Regions from separate parts of the Mus musculus genome. Here region 1 is linked to region 2. Evidence: chromatin contacts called from public HiChIP or PLAC-seq data. All regions are on one chromosome and are shown on one strand. Each heading gives the region's core, a stretch centred on a gene start, on an enhancer-like site or on the middle of the called end of the contact. The rest is flanking DNA. Distances are from core to core; before and after follow the strand shown.

Region 1 (2,739 bases), core at 194-2,693, 350 kb after region 2:
TCACAAACAATGATGTCAAAGAAAATATGCTGGTATTTTATGTGCACTTGTTAAGGTAATAAATCTTTCCAGACTTTGGAATCTTTGGAGACTATACTTGAACTTTCCAGGCTTCTGGGAGGCCTGTTGGGCTTGCGTTTCCTGAGTAGACAGAGCAGGCTGCTTTCACTAACAGGCAAACACCACAAGAACATTGGCAGTGATGCTGAGCTCATGTTAGTTGTTAGTTGTACCACACTGACGATGGTGGTGAGGTCATAGTAATTAGAATACATTGTCAGTGATGTTTTTTTATGCTATACCTCACTGATGGTGGTAGTGAGCTCATGTTAGAACATATCGATTGTGTTGGTGACTTAATGTGAGGTCATGCCAGTTATAACACATTGGCAAATGGCATTGAGTTCACATTAAACTGGAAGTTGTACATCGTACACACATTACTTGAGAAAATCACTTGCCCCTTTGTCAAACTTTCTACCTTTCATTTAGTTTGGGATATTTAATAAACTGTAAGTAGGCCTATGATTTTCTATTTGGGGGACAGAGTTGATTTACAGATCATAACTCTTGGTCCAATCATCTATAAGAACAAAATACCATCTCAAATGTACATTTCTTTTCTTTTAAATAATGTAACATATTTAGCATATTGTAACAGGTTTGCAGAAGCAGGTAGTTATCTATGAAGCAGTTATTAAGGCCTGGCATCCTCTAATTGTTTGAAAAAAGGGAAGTCAGCAAATGGAGGATTTGCTGATGACTTCAGGTAGCTAAGATATTTGAACTTCTAAGTCATTAATTAGAAAGACACTGTGTGGGCTGCTAATCTGCCATACCATGGTTGCCATGTAATTTCATCTTTTAAGGTTACTCTCTCAGAAAAGTGGGGACTTCCATGAAAGTGAGTGAATGCTAACAAGTCGAAGAAGTACTGCTGGAAGCCCTTGGTCCTTGGTGAAAGCCTCCAGACCTGAGAGTAATGTCTTAACAATGTGCCTTCCCCATACGCTACTATGCATTTAAGTTGGGGAAAAGCTGTTTTGTTTTTTTCTAAAGGAACATACAGAACAGCTAAAGAGTGACAAATAATAATTTCTAAAACTCAGGGATTGACATTTAATAAAAGTGGGGGTTTAAAGGTGTCATGAATATGTATGAAAAGAGGAACCCAGGTTCCTGTCCGACTGTGGTCGGCTTCCACAGAGGAGCTGGGAGGAACTTGAGTGATGGACTCAGACCTGACAGACAGACCTGGAGAAGCCCTGCTTCACATTTCTGTTTCCCTCTGCTTCCATACCCTGGGTCTTTGTGTGCCAAATCCTATTCCTAAACTTATCTTTTCTCAGCACCCTCTGAACACTTCTCAAGCAGATCTCAGCTGTGCTGCCTCCGTTCTAGTCTCCAGGGAGGGAAGCCACAGCAGATGGGGTTAGGGCAGAGGGCTGACGCATCTGACAGCAAACGGCGGTGAGGCTGCAGAGTAGAAACTATGAGCGTCAGGAAGCTCCTTCTCCCAGGAGACCCAACTAACCACTGAAGAAAGTTGAAAATGAGCCCTTTGAGAAACGCTATTAAAAGTAGTAAAAAAATGCGATTGTGCAGATGACGTGCTGCTGTGTGCTTATTCGGATGCTAATGAGTTTGACATTAGGGAACTCAGAGGCTTTACAGCTACTCCCTTATGCGATTCCGTTCTTTATTGGCAATCTTTGAGAAAATAAATGGAAAATGTATTGCTAATAAATACATAACACGATAGGGCATTAGACAGAAAGCCATTACTTTCAGGATTTAGAAAGAGCTTTGTTCACCAGTATGACTGCTTCCAGGATCTTTTGTTTTAGGTTGGTGTGTGGCAAACAAAGGGAACTAAGCAGGTGGAAAGCTCCAGAACTCTCTCTATCAAGAGCACAGCAGAATAGGCCAAAAACATTTTTTTTAAGTTATGATCAAACACAAAATCAGAACTCCCTAGCTGTGGTACTACTTTTCCATTCTTCTACTTGGGCAGTGTGTGAGAGTTTGCTTCCTGCGTCTTCTGCACAGCCACAGTTGCTGACATGAGTTGAAAAAGCATCTGTTTTGTGTCTGGTCAAAGCTTGCAAGGAGCAGGCGTGTGTGGGTGAGAGGCTGCTGCTTCAGGACACTGCACTAGGTAAAAGGCCAGCAACAAAAGTCTCCTGCAAAGAAGGTTGGAAGCTTGTGACTTAAAATGTCAGAACTGCCAACTATAAACATTTAACCATGGGCATGTGTGCATGTGGCATTGGTACAGCAGGGCCCTCTCTAGGATTCTAAGTGCACTACCCTGGCTTTCAATGTCTTTTTTTTTTCTCCCACCCTAGAACCAAATAGGGGAGATGCAGCCTTGTGTAGTTACTTGATGGTAAAATAAACGGAAAACAGGTTGTTTCCTTGAAAAGTGAATTAAAACGCTAGACGTGGGATTAATAACAACTTCTGCTGGCCATTTCAGAACAGCTCAGGTAACAAGGGAGCAGTCTGTTGCTTGCAGCTTCTTCATTAGGGCTCATTTCTTTTTGATGGCTAAGAGTAATAATAGGCATAATAGGACTAGGGATATAGCTCAATGGTAAAGTGCTTGCCTACCATGCATAAGGTTCTGGCTTCAATCCCTAATACTACAGAAAATGAATCATGAAATTATTATTAATAATACAATTTGTAATATAACAATGTTATTCTTCTTGTAATTTGGCCAACCAAATTATAGGT
Region 2 (2,700 bases), core at 76-2,575:
ATTTCAGTTCCTCATTCTTCTGGACATGATTTTAACATTTAGCTATAACACTTATATCTATGTCTATTTCTGGAATGTTGACCAGAGAGGGTGACCAGACAGCACCTAGGTGATTTCTTCTTCTTGTTGGTTTGTCTCAATTAGATTTGAAACAAAACAAAAATAAAGTAAATAAACAAAAGACAACATCAAAGGTTTTCTGTTTTACTTATTGTTTGAGGGTTTTGGCTCTTCATCACTTAACTGTGGCTTGTGTAAGTGGCACCAAGATGTCAAACACAAGCACAAAGAACAAAGCAGACAAAAGCAAGTGTAGACAGGTCTTTAAACATCCACGTAATTCATAGCCTCAGATTGCGTTTGGAATTTGAGTTCTTTATGCACGATGGAAATGAAACAAATAGAAAATTACATGGAACAAATGATAGTTTGAATAAACACTAGATACAGCTCAGTGTGAAAGTCGATGGGTCAGAATCATTTTCTGAACCCGTGCTCCTTCCTTCTGTTGGCACATGGACCTGTTTTTCAGCAGTCCGACAAAGGAAGCCATTTGCAGAGGGAAACATTTTTGTACAGGGGATGGTCTCCAGGAAGGCAGATTTCACTTCTGTTCGGTTGTGCAGCACATTGCTGCTCCAGCTCCTGGTCCTGCTAGTCTGCATGTTGTCACTGGCCCCAGAGGGAAGGAAGACAGATGTGAGGAAACATGAAACCGCAATTACACTCTAAGAATACATTGTATGTTTTGTGTACTTTTAATGTCTTCTTTAGTTATTCATTTTTACAAAATCATTTCCCCACTGTGTATAAACTATTGCGGTAAATAAAGATCAAACAACAAACAAAACTGGGAAGTCAACTGATCACTGCGGGAATTATTTTTAATGTAGGGTCATCTTTCTTCCACACGGTGGCGCCTCGCTGTCAGACTTAAAAACACTGAAACATTGTGGCCACCAACAACTCCAGATGGGCTTCTCTGTGCTAGTAGTTTCATTTTGAAACAGAAAGTCAGTACTTAACAATCGCTATTCTGAGTACCTTTTTGCTCTCAGAAAGAAGAGCTAAGCAGATTCTGACAGGACTTAGGGAAGTCATAGCGCCATGTGCAATGGTTCAGAAACTTTAGTGTGTCAGAATCCCCTGGAAGCCCAAAGAAATAGAGACAGTAGATCACTTCCTAGTTTACAACTTGCAGCATCTGAGACCATACTCTGGGAGACTATTCTGTGACAAATTTTGAGGCCTCGGAATTATGTTCCAGTTCAAACTCAAGTTCAACTTCTGAGATGACTAAATGACCTGGAGTAGGGACATTGGTGATTAACTGAGGCTGGCACCTTCAGGTGGTTGGTATGAGGACAGCTGGAACAGACACAGGTGTCCCGGTACAATATGGGGCTTGGAAGTCTTGTTTTGTTTTATTGAAGACGTCACTTTTATTTGAAGTCAATAGCTGAATCACAAAGTACAAGAACATTCATTCAGGTAAGAAATTTCTTTTAAAACTGTAAATAAGTATTTTAAGCCAGGAGCATCACACGAAGCAGTTAGTATTCTCTGGTACTGACTCTACCCCTCCTTCTCTCTCTTTTGTTTTACCACAAAACTTTATTTTATTCCACTTTTAACATAATGAGTCTTTTTAAAGTTTCAAAACAAAAAGGCATAACTAAGTACCCTTTGTAAACATTAGAAATGAACTAAAATCTAGGTTATTCACTAAAAGTCAGGAGTCAGGCTGGGATCTTAGGTCTTAGGAGAACAAAATAAACCGAACAGCATCTAACAAACAGGGACATCTCTCTGTTTTTACAGCCCCTCTTTCCTGTGCAGCCCACCCTTATGTCTTACACCAAGCAAGGAGAGCAACTCATAAAAATCCCTAGAGCCCCCAATTAGAAGGATTCATTGTCCAACAAGGATGGTCTACATGCTATTCTTTGCCTTTTGAAGGAATTAGAAACACTCTCAGACCATTTAAAAATATTCTTATATTCTGACAAGTGGGGCTGATAGATCCATTCTAGTAGCTCCCCATCTGGCAGACCTCATACCTCAGAGGCTAAGACGGATCCTTCTCCGTAGTACTTAGTATGGTGATTTGAATGCAAACATTCCTCATAGATGCAGATGTTTGAATATTTAGTCTCCAATTGGTGAAGCTGTTTGTCATGCTTAAGAAGTGTCTTAGTCAGGGTTTCTATTCCTGTATAAACATCATGACCAAGAGGCAATTTGGGCAGCACTTGGGAGGCAGAGGCAGGCAGATTTCTGAGTTCGAGGCCAGCCTGGTCTACAGAGTGAGTTCCAGGGCAGCCAGGGCTACACAGAGAAACCCTGTCTCGAAAAACAAAAACAAAATCAGAAAAAGAAGCAAGTTGGGCAGGAAAGGGATTCAGCTTACACTTCCATACTGCTGTTCATCACCAAGGAAGTCAGGACTGGAACTCAAACAGGTCAAGAAGCAGGAGCTGATGCAGAGGCCATGGAGGGATGTTCATTACTGGCTTGCTTCCCCTGGCTTGCTCAGCCTGCTCTCTTATAGAACCAAGACTACCAGCCCTGGGATGGTCCCAGCCACAAGGGGCCTTTCCCCCTTGATCACTAATTGAGAAAATGCCTTACAGTTGGATCTCATGGCGGCATTTTCTCAACTGAAGATCCTTTCTCTGTGATGACTCCAGCTGTGTCAAG

The links. HiChIP or PLAC-seq counts read pairs in DNA pulled down with a chosen protein or histone mark.
Region 1: a contact with region 2 is called in a RAD21 HiChIP or PLAC-seq map of pro-B cells, with 6 times the contacts expected there. The contact joins two enhancer-like sites. A contact is called at or near these places in 2 of 15 datasets of contacts at CTCF or cohesin (large pre-B cells and pro-B cells), 3 of 484 Hi-C or Micro-C datasets (the 63-12 cell line, the C10 cell line and large pre-B cells) and 3 of 115 datasets of contacts at active chromatin or transcription factors (bone marrow-derived macrophages, differentiating embryonic stem cells and large pre-B cells).

Annotation. Positions count from the first base shown.
Region 1 is chr1:6,759,343-6,762,081 of GRCm38.p6, forward strand. The region is part of intron 2 of St18 (suppression of tumorigenicity 18); the gene reads left to right. Among named protein-coding and RNA genes, the nearest start is that of St18, 31 kb to the left of the region's middle. Within about 2 kb of position 1,444, at least 51 of the 459 cell types and tissues checked have an H3K27ac peak or open chromatin away from gene starts, as enhancers often do. A contact at or near this core is called in the 63-12 cell line and pro-B cells, where this site is marked.
Region 2 is chr1:6,405,601-6,408,300 of GRCm38.p6, forward strand. No RefSeq gene overlaps it. Among named protein-coding and RNA genes, the nearest start is that of Alkal1, 48 kb to the left of the region's middle. Within about 2 kb of position 1,326, at least 58 of the 459 cell types and tissues checked have an H3K27ac peak or open chromatin away from gene starts, as enhancers often do. A contact at or near this core is called in the 63-12 cell line and pro-B cells, where this site is marked.